Linked DNA regions of Gossypium hirsutum: region 1 is linked to region 2. Evidence: chromatin contacts called from public Hi-C data. All regions are on one chromosome and are shown on one strand. The core of a region is the stretch at or near the end of the contact, and the rest is flanking DNA. Distances in the headings are between cores, read along the strand shown. Region 1 holds the start of LOC107899420 (NDR1/HIN1-like protein 1). Region 2 holds the start of LOC107899402 (BEL1-like homeodomain protein 1).

Region 1 (5,464 bases), core at 965-3,464, 570 kb after region 2:
AAAATAATATAGGGAGATTTTAATTACGTTAACAAAATTTATATTTGGTAGTACTCTGCTGAGATGTAATGTATATTCTGGAACCTCAAATAAATAAGTAGGTAGGCCGAGCTGGAAGCTTCCCTGTTATGACACCATTTGCTATTATTTTACTTTTCCTTTTTCTTTCTTTCTTTTTTGTTTGATAATCACTTTTTCTGCTATCTTTTGATTTAGAATATCTTTTTATAATCTTCTTTTGGTTTAGAATTAACTGTTGAATGTTGAACTCAATAATTCATAAAGTTGCTATTTTTTCTTTTTAATTTTCTTTTTCATATGGACTATGGAATCCCAAATTATTTTAAATCTACTTTTTTTTTGGTTTGTTTGTTTCCAGGATTGATTAACAAAAAGTGAGCTTCCCTTTCTTGACTTGACATTGCACAATTACATGAGTAATTTTTGTAGCACCATCCATGAATTTTCTTTTAATTTAATTTTTTAAGTCAAATTCACATTACTTTTTTTTATATATAAATTTAAAGTACTTTACCATTATTTTTTAACTAGTCAACTAAACCACCAATGTTATAGTAAAGGATTTACGGTCATCTAGATAAAAATGGACACCTGTAAAATATTATAAATTAATATAGTGAAATTATAGTTTGATTTCTTCAAAATAATAATAATAATATTTCAATTCTCATATAAATAAATAAATTAAAATTTGATATATAAAAAAATTATACTTTAACTTTCTAACAAAGTAAAATAATTATATTTAATCTTTAAAAAAATATGAAATTATAAATTTATAATGTTTCTAAAAATGGGCAAATGACCAAAAAAAGCTTTTTTTTTCAAAAATTACTGAAATGGGCCAATTATCTAATTATTTATCGGAATGGTCCATTTTTCGCGAAATCGCGTCCACGTCAGCGCGATGTCAGGGTACGCGCCAGGAAATCGCGTCCACGTCAGCGCGATTAGCTGACGTGGACACAAATCGCGCCCTCTAGGACGCGATTTGTTAACGTGGCATCAGTTTATGTTTTTTAGCTTGGAAAACTTTGAAAGGCCATAACTTTTTGCTCGGTTGTCTCATTGAGACGATTTTTTTTATTTTGAATAACTTTTCGAGATCTACACGCTGACAAACAGCCGAAGGCGGTTTGCCGCACTTTTCATCGAAAAAGATCATTTTTTGCCCCTAAATTTTGATTTTTTCGGTTTAAAATTGAATTTTGAAACATTCAAATAATTATTTTCCTTATTTATTTGGAGTAAACATCGGATTTTTTTTACAGAATTGTTGTATTATTTTTTCTGATTTGACACGTTTATGGAATAGGTCCGATAAATTGTTAAAACGTAGGTAATATAATTAAGATAATAACAGTATTTTAATAATATGTCAATTAATTAGTTTAGTTTAGTTGGTTAATATGCTTGCTCTTTTCCTTTAGTACCTTGGTTCAAATCTTGTTGGAAACAATTTTGAATTTTTTTTGTACTTGTTGCTATTGATCTAATATAGAAGAGTTAATTGATTCAAAAAAAAATGTTACCAACAAGATTTGAACCAAGGTACTAAGGGAAATGAGCATGCTATTAACCAACTAAACTAAACTAATTAATTGACATATTATTAAAATACTGTTATTATCTTAATTATATTACCTACGTTCTAACAATTTATCGAACCTATTCCATACACGTGTCAAATCAGAAAAAATAATACAACAATTCTGTAAAAAAATCCGGTGTTTACTCCAAATAAATAAGGAAAATAATGATTTGAATGTTTCAAAATTCAATTTTAAACCCAAAAAATCAAAATTTAGGGGCAAAAAAGGATCTTTTTCGATGAAAACTGTGGCAAACCGCCTTTGGCTGTTTGTTAGCGCGTAGATCTCGAAAAGTTATTCGAAATAAAAAAAATCGTCTCAATCGGACAATCGAGCGAAAAGTTATGGCCTTTCAAAGTTTTCCAAGCTAAAAAACATAACCTGATGCCACGTCAGCAAATCGCGTCCTAGAGGGCGCGATTTGTGTCCACGTCAGCAAATCGCGCTGACGTGGACGTGATTTCCTGGCGCGTACCCTAACATCGCACTGACGTGGATACGATTTCGCGGAAAATAGACCATTCCGATAAATAATTAGATAATTAGCTCATTTTGGTAATTTTTGAAAAAAAAAGGGTTTTTTTTGGTCATTTGCCCTCTAAAAATATCAGATTTATTATTAATTCATTATAAAAATGAATAATGCGAATACATATTATGTAAGCATATACCGTTATTATATGTATGTATGTATAAAAAAAAGGAACACTTTTACCTTAGCACACCCTTGAGTACTCTACACTGAGAGGTAGTGCTTTAATATAAATTCAATTATTGATCCATTACACATCCACTAAAAATTTTGTTTTATATAAATATCAATTACACTAACCTCAACACCGCAGCACGTTCATTTCATTATACAAAAAAAGCAGATAGATAGGTTGAACTCCCTTTTTCTCCCCTTAGAACCAAACTTTCACCGACCTTCACTTTCTGCCTACCATGACGGCCAAGGATTGCGGCAACCATGGAAAAGGCCGGCGGCAGCGCATCCGAAGGCTCTTCGGTTGCCTTCTAGTCTTCCTCCTTATCGTTCTCATCACAATCCTTATCATATGGGCAATCCTCCGCCCCGCAAAACCCCGCTTCATCCTCCAAGACACCACCGTCTATGCTTTCAACGCCTCCACTCCCAATTTCCTCACTTCTAATTTCCAAGTCACCGTATCCACGCGAAACCCCAATGACAGAATCGGGATTTACTACGACAGGCTCGTCATCTACGCCACCTACAGGAACCAACAAACCACCCTTAGGACAGCTCTCCCTCCAACATACCAGGGTCATAATGAGATCAATGTTTGGTCCCCTTTCATCTACGGGAACATGGTCCCTATAGCTCCCGATTTCTCCGTCGCTTTGAAGTCCGAACAAGCTGCCGGAACGATCTTCATGGTGATCAAGATTGATGGACGGGTGAGATGGAAAGTTGGGACTTTCGTTTCAGGCAGGTATCATCTCAACGTTAGGTGTCCGGCTTATATCACTTTCGGGAGCAAAAACAACGGCGTTTCTGTCGGAGAAAACGCTGTTAAGTACCAGCTCGTCACCAGATGCAGCGTCAGTGTGTGAGAGAGCACTCATCAATATCAACAAAGAAGAAGACCAGGCAACTAACGCCGTTTAATCTATATTAAATCTCTCTCTCAGTTTCTTACTTCACGCCGTTAGTATATTTTATTTATTTTCTTTATAAGGGGAGGAGGAAATTGTACATTTTGCTATAGAATAAATGAAAAATGGAAAATTGAAAGCTAAAGCAAAATCTACAATTAAAGAGAAATTGTTTTCCATATCTAAATAAAATGAAATAGTGACATCAAGAAGAAATAATTTTCCGTAGCTTGTAGAATCGCAATTAGTGGAGGTTGTGCTGTCTGTTTCTTCACCTACAAATTGGCTTCTTTTCAAAACATTGGATCTTTAAATTTTATTTTTCCTAAGAAGAAATAGGAATATTTTCTACCTTAATTAGGGTGTCGCTTGTAATTTTTAGATATATAATTTAGTAAAAGCACTGTCGGTAACATGTTTGGGACATTGGGAAGGATAGGGTGTTTTGGCACATGGAAATGGAATTAGTGGTCCTTTTCACTCAACCTAATTATAATTGCGTGTTAGAAAAGGACCTTTTGTAATTTGTCTACTCTCAAAATCAGTCCTTATCCTAACTTTAATTTATTCATTTTTCCAATCCCACCCTTCAGGCCTATACTGTAGCACTACTTAAATAAGTCATAAATATTCTATTTTAACAACATTTTCAATGCTTTTTCTTGCTTGTTTCATTTTATTTCACAATTACTCTCTTGTATTAAGAGTGAGGTGGGGGGTTTTATTTGCATGTTGCCCATTTTTTATGAATCAACACTCCAGCCATGTGTGAGTTGAAATAATTATAAAATACAGGTAGAGAGGAATTTAAGATCCATCACATGCACTTCTCTTACACATTTGGGAATTTCTTATATGTCCTTCCATTTTTCTACATGCATACCATGTTTTATTTTCTATTAATAATTTTTAATTAACATTATATATACTTATCACCAATCAATCAAACAAATATTAAGTTGAAAAATAACTAAAATCTTATTTTTTTTATAGAATAACACATTAATATAAAAATATTTTTATTTTTATAAAATATTATTTTATTGAAATTTCAACTTAAAGAAACTTCAATTTCTAAAGCTTCAACATAACTATTCCATCCAAAGCAACACCACTTAATTTTTGTATAATTTTAACATATATAGTTTGTAATATAATCTACATGTATAAGATGTATATAATATATATGATTTTTGGCTTTGAACTTATAATATATATTATACAAACATAAAAACAAATCACGAGTTTTGATAGGTTGTCCTTCAAATTTGTGATTAGAAATTCGATTCCAATAAATTAATAATATTACGGGCGGAGTGAAGATAGCGTTTCCCCATCCATATTTTAAGAAAAAAAGCAACTCACTCTTGACACCTAGGCGGCTAGACCAGGCAACGACGAAGTGACCAACCCTTATTCCATAGATTAGACTGGGCTTGCCTGGACTTTTCTCCAACCGTTTTCTACACTTCAACACCAAATTCCAATCTCATATTAAATCTAAGTTAAGGGGTATTTTCAATTTTTAAAATTTATATATGAATTGTAAAAATATATAAATTTAAAAAATCTAAAATTATAAAAATTAAAATAAAAAACAGAAAAAATTGCATGTGACACACATGTCATTGATTGGTTACTAAATCCCGATCATTGGTCAAGACCAATTAATGATGATCAAAGTCGATCAATAATGATCAATATCGATTATTTTTTTTGTATGTTGCAATTAATTTTATCTTTTTTATTGTATGTAAATGCTTTATATGCATTTTTAATTTTTTTAATTATTATTTTTTTTAAAATTTATATACTTTCTTATTTTTGTAACTTATTATTTTAAATGATTTTTCATTTTTATAGTCTTTAAATTTTTTATACATTGAAATAATTTTTAATATATTTTTAATTTTTTTAGTTTTATTTTTTAAATGTTTACTAAGGTTGCAACCACATTCAGTTGATGGTGTGTCATGTGTGCCATATCTAACAATCTTGTTGGTCCACGTCATCCAATTTCAAATTTGTTTCAAATTTTACTACAATAGTTGAAAGAAGTCAAATTCGGGTACCAATTTGACCAAAAACCAAAGTCAAATATCAAATGGCATATTAACCCCTTTCATTTAGGTGTGATTGATCATTTATAAAATACAAGCCTCTTAAATATGAGAAATTATTTTATGGACCCTTCCTATGACAATGCCTATGATCCCTATCAATTAATAAAAAAC
Region 2 (5,327 bases), core at 1,558-4,057:
TTGGTTTCCTCTAAATACATCTCTTCCACCATTGGCTTCCATAGCCGAACTCGGGCATTTATGAACCAGTTAGACACCTGAATTATCACCAAAACAAACAAAATCCCTGAATTACATGTGCCACAATCGGGACAAGAGTCGCCAGACAAGGCCCATACCTGACTCCTAGTGAGCCCTGTTTGTTTTGCAAGCATGTGTTTGTCTGAATCTTTAGGATACCTGAAATGGGGATTAAGAAATTCGGATTGAAACTTTAAGGATGTTTCAAATGCAGTATTGAGAAAATTTCAGAGATTACATACGGGTGAAGGAAGTGTTCGAAGAGCCAAGCTCGAAGAACAGAAACTGATCTTTCAGGCAATCCTCTCTGGGGTCTCCAAGCATTGTGCTGGATCATTCCCAACTGCTGAAGTGCTCTTTGCTGTCGAAGATGATGATCCACGAACTTAAGTCTGGATCCCTCGATTTTGGCTGCTTCGCCTACACCATCTTCTTCTTCCCCTAAACTCTTGTTGGCTGCTCGGATTTGGTCAGTTATTGCATCTTTCAAACACCGAAATTGCTTTGAAATGGTCTTTAATGCAAGAGCTGTGTATGTTTTTGCTGACCCAATTCCAGCTGCTTGCTCAAATGAGGATGTTACAATCTGCATCTGGTGATGGTATTGCCTATACCTTTGTTCCACCTGCCAAATAAAAAATAAAAAAGACAACCATTTGATATCAATATGTTGTGCCTAAACAATAAGCTTACGTTGGATGTCTAGAAGAAGTTTGGAATTCAAGAACCTGACTGACGTACTCCAATTGGTAAATTTCATGGATTTGAGGTCTAATAACAAACTAGAGCTTTCAATTAATTAAACAAAGAATCTTCAAGGATTGAAATCTAAAGAAAGACCTTAAAATAGTAGAGTTACAACTTATGAACTTGCTTCTATCCCAGTTTTTTCCATATATATATATGATCTAATTTCCATACCTCATCAAGCATGTTAATTAGCTTAGCTTTCTTCATCTGAATTTCCTGTTTCTCAGCCGTGGTCAGCTCTGCGACGTGTTTCTCACCTGCCTCCCCACCACCAGAGCCATCCCCGGCCACCACCGACGACTCTCCCATAGCCTTACTACTGCTATTGCTATGATTATTTCCACCACCACCCTTCTTAGCCAATAATTCACTCTTTGTAATCCCAGTAGTGTTAACATTAACAACCTCATCAAGAAGCTCTTGAGCAGCCTTCAAGTATTTAGAGCTCAAAAACACACTTTGCACACCCGACACCCTATCGTGCACGCCTGAACCCGAAGAAGCCGACCCGCCTGAAACTGCTTGAGCCTGGGATCCATAACCCGGCTGCTGCTGGGAAGAAAGGGTCAAAGAGAGTCCTTGTTGAGCGCGAGGAGTTTCACGCGCCGATCCGGAAGGGTCAATAGGGTTGTACATGTTGTAATGGACGCGCTGGACGAGGCCATGCAAGGGGGAGATATCGTGTGAGGTAGGGCCTTGATTGGCAGCTGAGGTAGCGGGGAGGGGGATGCCGACGAGTTGCTGAGTTTGGGGCGGAGAGAGGGAGTTAGGGTTGAAGAAAAGGAGGTTGCTGGCCGGGGGTGGTGGAGGGGTATCGGAATACTGAACATAGGCAGGGTTCATAAGTACAAGGGTTTGAAGGCCGTCAGTACTTGCTTGGATTTCAGGGTTCCCATGAAAGTACGTCGCCATCGTATGTTGTTTTCTTTGCTTAATTCTAATATTGTTTTCTACTTTTTCTCTTCACTGAAAAGATCAAAGAAACACCAAATTTATTATTATTATTATTATTATTATTATACTACTTTCATAATCACAAGCACTAGAAAAAGAAAAAAAATTCATCCATAACATCAATAAAGTCTAAACATGTTTTACCTTATTCTCCAGAATAAATCCCCAGACTTTAAATCAACCCATTCCAGAACTTTCTGGGAAAAATGGGGTATTGATGATCTTGGGATGATCAAGTGGATCCTGAGAATTCAGTGGAAAGGAAAGGAGTGATAATCCTCCACAATTAATATATGTATATAAGTAAATATGATTGGCTGGCTCGTCAAGGTTTGGGAACAAGTCTAGAGCTTGAAGACATGGGAATAATAGGAGGAGAAGATGAAGAAAAGGATGAGGGTGAGGGAAGGAAAAAAAGGGAGTATAGGGGAGAAAGTTTTAGTGTTTATATAAAGATAAGAGAGAGAAGGCTGAAATACAGAGATTGAAACAGAGAGAGAGAGAGGGAGAGAATTGATTATAGTAACAGTTAATAAGATTTGTACCTGGTGTGATGGTAATTTGAGTATACACGTGCTTCATCATCATCTTCACTGCAAAATAGAACTTTAAAAAATAATTAAAATTTTGACAAGTAAAAGCTAATATAGTTATAGCTAAAATACCATATAATTTAAATAAACAGAAAGAGATATGATGTATCTATCTGTGGAATTTATGATTTTTTTTTAATGATCTATCAGTAAGTTAGTCCTTTATTGTCAGACTCAATATCTCTGCAACTCCCCCCCCCAATTGAAACCGGAAAAAGTAAAAGTATCAGAGAGATTAATGGGTGACCTTCAATTACTCTTTAATGGGTTTTTAATTAGGTGAAGTACCTGCAAATACAACAAAACAAAGGGAACTTGTGTGATTTGACCCTCCCTTTTCATAAACTATACAAACCAACCACTCTTTTCTTTTTTCTTCTTCTGTGAAAGAAAAAAAAGGAGTGGAGATATGATATGTGTATATATCAAGCTGTTTTCATAAATAATAATTGACACAAGATTTGAAAAAATGTCTCCTTTCACACTGTAAGCTTAATTAAAATAAAAATAAAAAAGAAAATTATGGTAATCATAATAATAATACAAGAAAAAAGAAGAGAAGATGATGAGAGAGGGTAGAAGAGGGTCCTACTCCTCAATTCATACATTAAATATCTCTTTGTCTTTTTTCGTTTTTCACTTTATTTTTTTTTCTCTCTTTTTACATAATTTTGGGGCTAATATTTTTGTGGTTGGATGCCAGTGTTTGAAGATAAAGCAATTAAATTGCCAAGGAACACAGAACCAACCGCCATAACACCTACTTTAATGCTTCAAAAAATGAAATAAATACTAGTAGAGTACATGTATACACTTCATAATTTAATTTCTATTTTTTTCACAAATTTAATTTAATTTCTATCTTTTTTACAAATTTAAAGAATACCCATTGTTTATCTGCATGAGAATTTTGAATTTAATACATATATATATATGAAACCTACCAAAAAGTAAACTGTTTTGATCTGTGAAACAAAACAAAAAACAGTGGGGTCCTAATCAAATGCATGAATGTGTGAATTTGAATCAAGTGCTCCCTAACTGTGTAGGGCCAAATTGAGTTTCTCTCATACCATCCCTAACCCTTCACCAAAACTGTACTACAAAATTACATAAAACAAGAAATCTACTACTAAATTTACACTTTCTGACTTCAAACTTCTTTATTTCTCTCCCAAAATTTGAAATTTTTTAATATATTCCTAAAAACCAAATAAACTTAAAAAAAAATCAAGGTGACTGACAGACAGTAATTGGTATATATAATTAAAAGGAAAAGAATAGTTTGACCAGAGAAAAATGGTGAAGTGCAACAAGACATTGGATACTCATACATAAATTTAGCTTTTTAACATTTATTTTTTATGGGTTATTTTGATCTTTTATTTTTGAAATTTAGTTAAATTATTCGTTTTTTATTAAAAAAATTACTGAATTATTAAAATATTAATGGTATTGATGTGACAATTTATTTAAAATTTTATCTATAAAATGGATAAAATTTTAAAAAATTTACAAACTTTTTTAAATTTTGTTAATTTTTAAATATTTTTATTTTTTAAAATTTTTATGATTTATAAGATGGATTGACATATTAGTGGTCATATTAATACCATTAAAATTTTAACAGTTCAGTAATTTTTTTTTGTCCAAAAATAAATAAGTTAACTAAATTTTAAAAATTGAAGGTTAAAATGATAAAAGAAAAAAAAAGAATAATAGTTCGTATTTAAACTTTTATATTAATTATATAATATTGAATTAATTAACTCTTTGAACAAGAGAAGAGACATTGCAATCACCATCACGGTAACACATTCTCTGATCAAATTAAAGTCATCTTAATTATTAATAATAAGCTAGAGTTCCTAGGATTCTCGCCCCCAATGAAAAGCTTTTCACTTTTAATTGTCAGCTCAGGTAGTGAAAGATCATTAACTTTAACATTCACTGCCATAAAAAGTAAGCTCATCAATTGAAAACTCACCTGAAAGAGAACCCATATCTCTCATGTCGTCAGTCAACTATAAAACTACTTACCCTCAATTTTCTCATTGGCTTAAAAGAGTTGCAACTTTCTATACTTTGTTTTTTCAAAAAAAGAAAATACAGTATAAAATTCATGTTTTTTTTTTACTGCCCGCTGTACTTAAACGAGAAATTCATGCAGTACAATTTTGAGAAGTCTCCTTTCATCCAATTCTGGGCGTAAGTGTACAATCACGTTCTTGCCTTTAGAACAACGTCAAATTTAGTGCATGTGAAATTAAATACTGGTTCAGAGTTGGAATTCAGGAGTTGTATTATCAATTCTTTCACCATTCCATTGTGGTTCATTTTGACCTAATTAAATTACTTTTATCATTGAAAGTTTATGCATTCTGCCGCTTTTTTTTTTCTTCTATTGTTTTTAAGTAAGATCTACTTATCACCTCAAAACTAAACTTATTTTGAGTGAAATTTTTTATGGTACCTTCCAAAAAGTGAAATTTGCTGTTTTTCGCGGTTCAAAAATAGTTAAAAGATCACTAACTGTCTCATTTATTTAATTTTCTTTAATTATCAATTAAGGATATATGATAATTTTTTTAACTTTGTTTCTAAAATTTTTAAAAAAAATCTCGGCAATATATCAAATAATTATTGTTAAGGAATTGTTAAATCACTTTTTTTTTATAATTGAGGGAGGGGAATATAGTTGCTTAGAATCGAAACCAAACTCTCATGCCTACAACATATTACTCTTGCCACTAAACCAAAAGATTATTGTCTTAAATCACTTTTTAAAAAGTCATGTTCCAACATATTTAAAATTCAAATAACTACATTTGCAACTCATTCTCTATTAAAAATCTCATTATTCTCAAAAGTCTCAAAACTTAACTAGAACTTTAATCATTTAACTTATTTTCAAGCACCGCTACCTGCTCAAGCTCAAAGTTTTAATTAAATTTTGAGAGGATTTAAATA

Evidence for each region. Hi-C and Micro-C count contacts between places; a contact is called where the count stands out from the background.
Region 1: a Hi-C map of leaf shows a contact between it and region 2, with 2.2 times the contacts expected there. The contact joins the promoter of LOC107899420 here to the promoter of LOC107899402 in region 2. A contact is called at or near these places in 2 of 34 Hi-C or Micro-C datasets (callus and leaf).

The regions. Positions count from the first base shown.
Region 1 is chrD04:33,170,354-33,175,817 of Gossypium_hirsutum_v2.1, forward strand. LOC107899420 (NDR1/HIN1-like protein 1) reads left to right here and starts at 2,215. Exons shown (of 1, transcript XM_016825131.2): 1 at 2,215-3,458. The coding sequence starts at 2,559. The coding sequence ends at 3,188.
Region 2 is chrD04:32,599,713-32,605,039 of Gossypium_hirsutum_v2.1, forward strand. LOC107899402 (BEL1-like homeodomain protein 1) reads right to left here and starts at 2,808. Exons shown (of 7, transcript XM_041091301.1): 1 at 2,646-2,808; 2 at 2,310-2,357; 3 at 1,909-2,007; 4 at 982-1,776; 5 at 303-685; 6 at 159-219; 7 at 1-77. The coding sequence starts at 1,722.